2 separate regions of the Sus scrofa genome follow, and region 1 is linked to region 2. A link is a contact called in public HiChIP or PLAC-seq data. All regions are on one chromosome and are shown on one strand. The core of a region is the stretch at or near the end of the contact, and the rest is flanking DNA. Distances in the headings are between cores, read along the strand shown.

Evidence for each region. HiChIP or PLAC-seq counts read pairs in DNA pulled down with a chosen protein or histone mark.
Region 1: an H3K27ac HiChIP or PLAC-seq map of alveolar macrophages shows a contact between it and region 2. The contact joins the promoter of XBP1 here to the promoter of PITPNB in region 2. A contact is called at or near these places in 2 of 5 promoter capture datasets (fetal liver and liver) and 1 of 2 datasets of contacts at active chromatin or transcription factors (alveolar macrophages).

The regions. Positions count from the first base shown.
Region 1 is chr14:46,015,197-46,017,896 of Sscrofa11.1, forward strand. XBP1 (X-box binding protein 1) reads right to left here and starts at 1,330. Exons shown (of 6, transcript NM_001271738.1): 1 at 1,083-1,330; 2 at 1-36. The coding sequence starts at 1,315.
Region 2 is chr14:45,248,730-45,251,429 of Sscrofa11.1, forward strand. It overlaps PITPNB (phosphatidylinositol transfer protein beta isoform), which reads right to left and starts at 1,360. Exons shown (of 11, transcript XM_005657336.3): 1 at 1,255-1,360. The coding sequence starts at 1,274. It overlaps LOC110256863 (a long non-coding RNA gene), which reads left to right and starts at 1,448. Exons shown (of 6, transcript XR_002338912.1): 1 at 1,448-1,581.

The sequences.
Region 1 (2,700 bases), core at 80-2,579, 770 kb after region 2:
CTGGCAGTCTGAGCTGCTACTCTGTTTTTCAGTTTCCTGAGGACAGAAAGAGATACCACACTGACTCATCTTAAACCTTATTCATAGCTTTATTTGAAAACCTGGCCAGCTGGTGCTTTCATTTTTAACTTATAGCATAAGGCAGACTAATGGTAAAATACACTTCAGACTTCACCCTTCAAAGAAACAAAACCGAAAAATTAGCCTTCTGTGGATCTAGCTTGAAAACCTGCTTTATTCTCCCCCATATTGCGTCATCCACCTCAGTCTTATCCCGGCCACAGCACTGAGGCTGGACACACAGCGTCATGAGATATCTCCTCCTCCCCTTTCTACTCTGCTGCTGCTTCCCGACTCCCTCGAACAGGATCCAACCCGGACTGATTAAATCTAATGTGGGTTGCAATGCCGCTGACATAAACGCTCCCTCAGCAAACAGCTCAGACGGGTGAAAGGCTGAGGCGATTTTTGCCCTGGTGCTGAGGCCGGTCGGCTCGAGAAGCACTTAATAAATCACAAAAAGCAAACAGATCATAGAAGAACTAATATTTAAGGAGGACTAAGTACTAGATATTTCTCTATTTCCCCAACGACCTCAGGAGGCAAATATCATTTTAAGGACGCAGAGACTGAGTTTGACTAGTGAGCCTTCTAAGGCTCACAGCCCCTTCAACAGCTGTCATTTCAGACCCGTGCGCCTCCAAAAAGGAGGTAAATCAATGGACTCCATGTTACAGCCCTAATTCAGAGAAGCTTAACAACGGATTTGTGGTCACACAGCGAGAGGGCCCAGAACCCAGGTACTCGCAGACCCAGCTGTGGTCATCTCTAATGAGAGAGAAAAGAATTTAATAAAAAAGGCCTGCTCAGCCCTGGACTCCACCCAACGCAGTAGAGCGGCCGGTCCAGACTTCCTGCCCTCGCCCCGCCCCGCGCCACGCTGGCGCTGGCACCCAAAAGGCCGTCAGAGACCGACCGTGGCGGGAGGTCAGCTCCCGGCCCAGAACCCCTGTCTCTCCTTCGGATTGGCTCTCAGACCTCGGGCCCTAGCCCTCTGGGTCCGCGCCCCGACCCTCGCCCACCTCCGTAACGCCTTCTCTTCGGGGCTCAGGTGCGTGAGGCGCTGTCTCTTGCGCGTCTGGGGCGGCCCCCCGCTTGCCGCCTCCGGGCTGGCCCCTCGCTGGCCCGGCACCATGATAGGCAGAGCCCGGCCGGCCGGAGCTCCAGCGGCGGCGGCGGCGGCGGGCTTCCCGGAGAGAAGCAGTACTTTGGGGGCCCCGGCGGCCGGGCTCTGCGCAGCTGCCACCACCACCATGGCTGGAGCGTGTCTACGCCTGTGCGCGCCGCCGCCGCCCAGTGGGCCAGCCCCCCCAGCGCCCAGCCTTTCTAGGATCGTGGCCCTCCACGATTGGCCAGCTCCGTGTGATGTAGGCATATCTCAGCGCCTATTGGTCCGGTGGACCCGAAGGGGGCGGTGCCAGGGCGTCCAGCGTGGCATCCGCGGTGCTGGGCTGGGGACGCTGGGCTTTTTTTTCCGCTCGGCTGACCGGTAGGCGTCGCTGGGTGGCGGGCTGGTAGAGGGTTCTGGAGGGCTGGGTTGTGGAGAGCCCCTAAGCTGGTGAGGAAGAGTCTGCAGCCCGACGGAGTTTCTTCAGTAAATAGATTTCTCCCCGAATGACAAGAGTTGAATTTCAAACCAGGAGATTTCCAGACTGACGAATTTTTACCAAGACTAACAGATTTTTACCCAGTCTGACAGAATTGTATCTCATTCCCCACTTAGGGCCCAGAGTGCAAAATCGAGAGACAGTTCAAATTGGGCCTTGGGTTAGAAAAATGCTTGCAAAAACATTCTGCAACATAAGTCTTCAGGAAATGAGGTCAAGTACTTTAAAACTGGGTTCAGGAGTTCCCATTGTGGTGTAGCGGGTTAAGGACGTTGTCCCAGTGAGGATGTGGGTTTGATCCCTGCTTGTAGCTCAGTGGGTTAAGGATCTGTGTGTTGCCACAAGTTATGTGGTAGGTTGCAGATGCAGCTGGGTCTGGTGTTGCTGTGGCTGTGGTTTAGGCCTATAGTTGCAGCTTGGACTCAGCCCCTAGCCTGGAAGCTTCATATGCCACAGGTGCAGCTCTTAAAAAAACAAAACAAAAACTAGGTTTATTGAATTAGAAAGATGTGGTATATATACTCAATGGAATACTACTCAGCCATAAAAAAGAACAAAATAATGCCATTTGCAGCAACATGGAAGAAACTAGAGTCTCTAGTTCTAAGTGAAGTAAGTCAAAGAGAAAGACAAATATCATATGATATCACTTATATCTGAAATCTAATACACAGCACAAATGAACCTTTCCACAGAAAAGAAAACCATGGATGTGGAGAACAGACTTGTCCATTGCCAAGGGGGAGGGGGAGGGAGTGGGATGGATTGGGAACTTGGTTAATAGATACAGACTATTGCCTTTGGAATGGATTAGCAATGAGATCCTGCTCTGTAGCACTGGAAACTGTGTCTAGTCACTTATGATGGAGCATGATAATGTGAGAAAAAAGAACCCATACGTGTATATGTAACTGGGTCACTATGCTTTATAGTAGAAAATTGACAGAACACTGTAAACCAGCTATAATGAAAAAAAAATCATTATATATTTTTAAAAATTAAAAAAAATAGGTTTAAGTGAAAGCTTAATAAA
Region 2 (2,700 bases), core at 110-2,609:
ATATTTAAGCAGAATCCTGAAAGAAGGAGGTGAGTTAGTGAGAAGTGGGAAGAGCACTTCACCAAGAGGGAACACCAACCAGAAAGGCCCTGAACTGAGCTTTTTTTCCTGCAGTACTAGTGAAGGAACAGTAAGGAAGCTGAGCCTGAAATCGGCAAGGGAAGGACAGCAGTAACTGAAATCACTTCACAAGTGTTAATGCCGTGGCGTCGGCTTTTATTCTCAGTGAGATAAGGAGTCTGGAGAGTTTTAATCAGAGAAGCGAAGAGTGACTTTTTAAAATTAGTCTGAGAACTAACACTACAAATAAGCTGTCTGGAGTTAGATAAATTAAGACAAAAATTTTAAAGAGTTTAAAATGAAAAGAGCATTTGAAAAACCCAAGAACTGACCACACTCAAAATCCCCAGTTGCCCAAGGGATCCTGACAACACGAACCAGCTGTGACGGCTGAACATTCACTGCCAACCACATTTCCTGTGATATTCACAGGCCTTGCCGGTAGGAAATGCCATTAACTTTTCAACAAAACTACTGCGCCGGTATGATGCACCTGGAAACCCTTCTATTAGACCAACCGTACGTTAACGCTTCATCTAAATCCCGGAACCTGGAGTGTTATCCTATCCCAAAGATGTGAAAACTGAAACACAGAGCAGAGGGCTGACTCTCCAGTTTTAAGTCAACTGAGCTGCCCAGTGAAGTGCAGGTTTTCGGATTCCCGACTCTAGTAATAACTTCTGGTCGCCTACACCCCACCTCGAGTCCCGACACCAGGGCTGCCTTTACCTGGCAAGCCCATCTCCCCCGGGCTACCGGCAGGCTCCACCCCAGACGACAAATCACAGATCCACTGCGTCTCGCCCACCCTCGGGCTTCGGCTGGATCCCACCCAAGAGCTTGGGGGTAGGCCCAGTCTCAAGACTGGGGTGGGGGGTTGGGGAGAAGGCGGGTCCCGGCGGAAACTCGCGGCCGCGCCTTCCCCAACCACGCGCTCCAGCCGGGACCCTGCCGCCTCCGCCCCGAGGGAGAAGGCAGCAGTGTTACCACGGCAACGCCGCGGGGAGTGTCTGTGGACGCAGAGCGGAGGGGCCTCGAGTGGGCCGGGGGCGCGGGCCGAGGGGAGGGGGCGCGCGCAGGGAGCGGCCGACCCGAGACTCGCTTCTTCTCAGGAATATTCTGCCACATCTCAATAAATGAATCTCCCATTACTGCAGTCCCAGAATGTCGCTCACGTCCACCGATTCCACTTACAATTCTTTAATCAGCACCATCTTCCTGGAACCCCTCACAGCTGCCGCCGCTACCACCACCGCCGCCACCGCCGCCGCTACCGCTTCTTACAGCGCCTGCGCGACCCCGCCTCCCAGCCGCCCGAGCTGCCTCGGCGCTTGCGCGTCCACACCCTTCCGCCGCGTCAGCGCGCGCGAGGGGCTGGCTCCGCCCCAGTCTCGCGCCCCACCCTAGGTGCGCGAGGCCTCCTCTGCGGCTGCGCGAGCTCGGCGCGCTGTCGCTCTTCTGACGGCTGCTCCTCCTTACAGTCGGGTTTTCTCGCCGTCGCTTTGCAGTCTACGCACTCTGGTGAGTTTTCCAGTCAGTTCCCTGGAGGTCGTTTCCGGGAAAACTGAACCTTCTCTCGCTGCTTTTGAGAGGAGGCCCACCTTCTTGCCAGATACCTCACTTCCCAAGTCCGTGATAATTACTCGGGTCGGGGAGGCAGACGCCACCGGGTTCTGCCCCGCTCTCCAGTCCAATCAGGTCCGCCGTGCGGGCTTCGCCGGGTTGGCGGCTCACGCGCACGTTCCCCAAGCCCATCCCCAAGCCTCGAACAGCTGTGGCCACACGAGTTCTCTGCGCCCCAGTCCCTGCTGTCCAAGAGTCCAGAGCCCCGCCGTGGCCGTGACCCAACTGCAGGAGTCCTCTCGGGGGAAAAGGGTTGCTTGCCTCAGCACCCGGGAAGGGGCTGTGTTTTGGGAGACCTTAGCGAGGCCCAGGCTGCAGCTAAGAGCCAGGAGGTGGACCTCGGGAGAAGTTGTAGCCCAGGGTCACTCGCTTTCTCTATGCCAGTCACCGTAGTAGGCCCGGGGGATCCTTCTGAAAGCAAAATGCGCAGTCTCTGTGCTCACCTGAAAACAAAAGAATTTGGCGTCGTGGTACGAGGTATTCTATGAGTAAGGTACAGTAGGGTAATGGGGAGGCAGAGTAATCAAGGGAAGGACTCTCAGGAGGCCACGTTTTAACCTAGTATTTTAAGTAGCCCAGCCTGTGAAGATGGGGAGGCAATTAGTGGAAGATAAGCTGTGAGACTGAAATAAGTTTAGGGTAGTAGTTGAGCAGATAGATGGCAGGTGTGGCTAGAATGCCTTAATAGGCGGTGGGGGAGATAAGCTGGGACTAAATAGATCACCAGGCCGTAAAGGCAGTAAAGAGTATGAATTGTATTCTGAGAACCATAGGAAGCTGTTTGAAACGTTATTAAAGGAATTTTTAAAATCATTAAAACACTTTCATATAAATTATATGAATACACCCACTGGAGTTAGGGCTGCCTCAAACAAACAAAAAAAAGTTTCTTGCCTAAAAGCTAGAAACTTCCTCCTAAGGAGGTCACTGGGATTCATTGACTTTCTGTGATGTGTAACACTATTAACACTAATTATTGTGTTGCTGAGGATTCAAGGAAACACATGCTCTTATTTT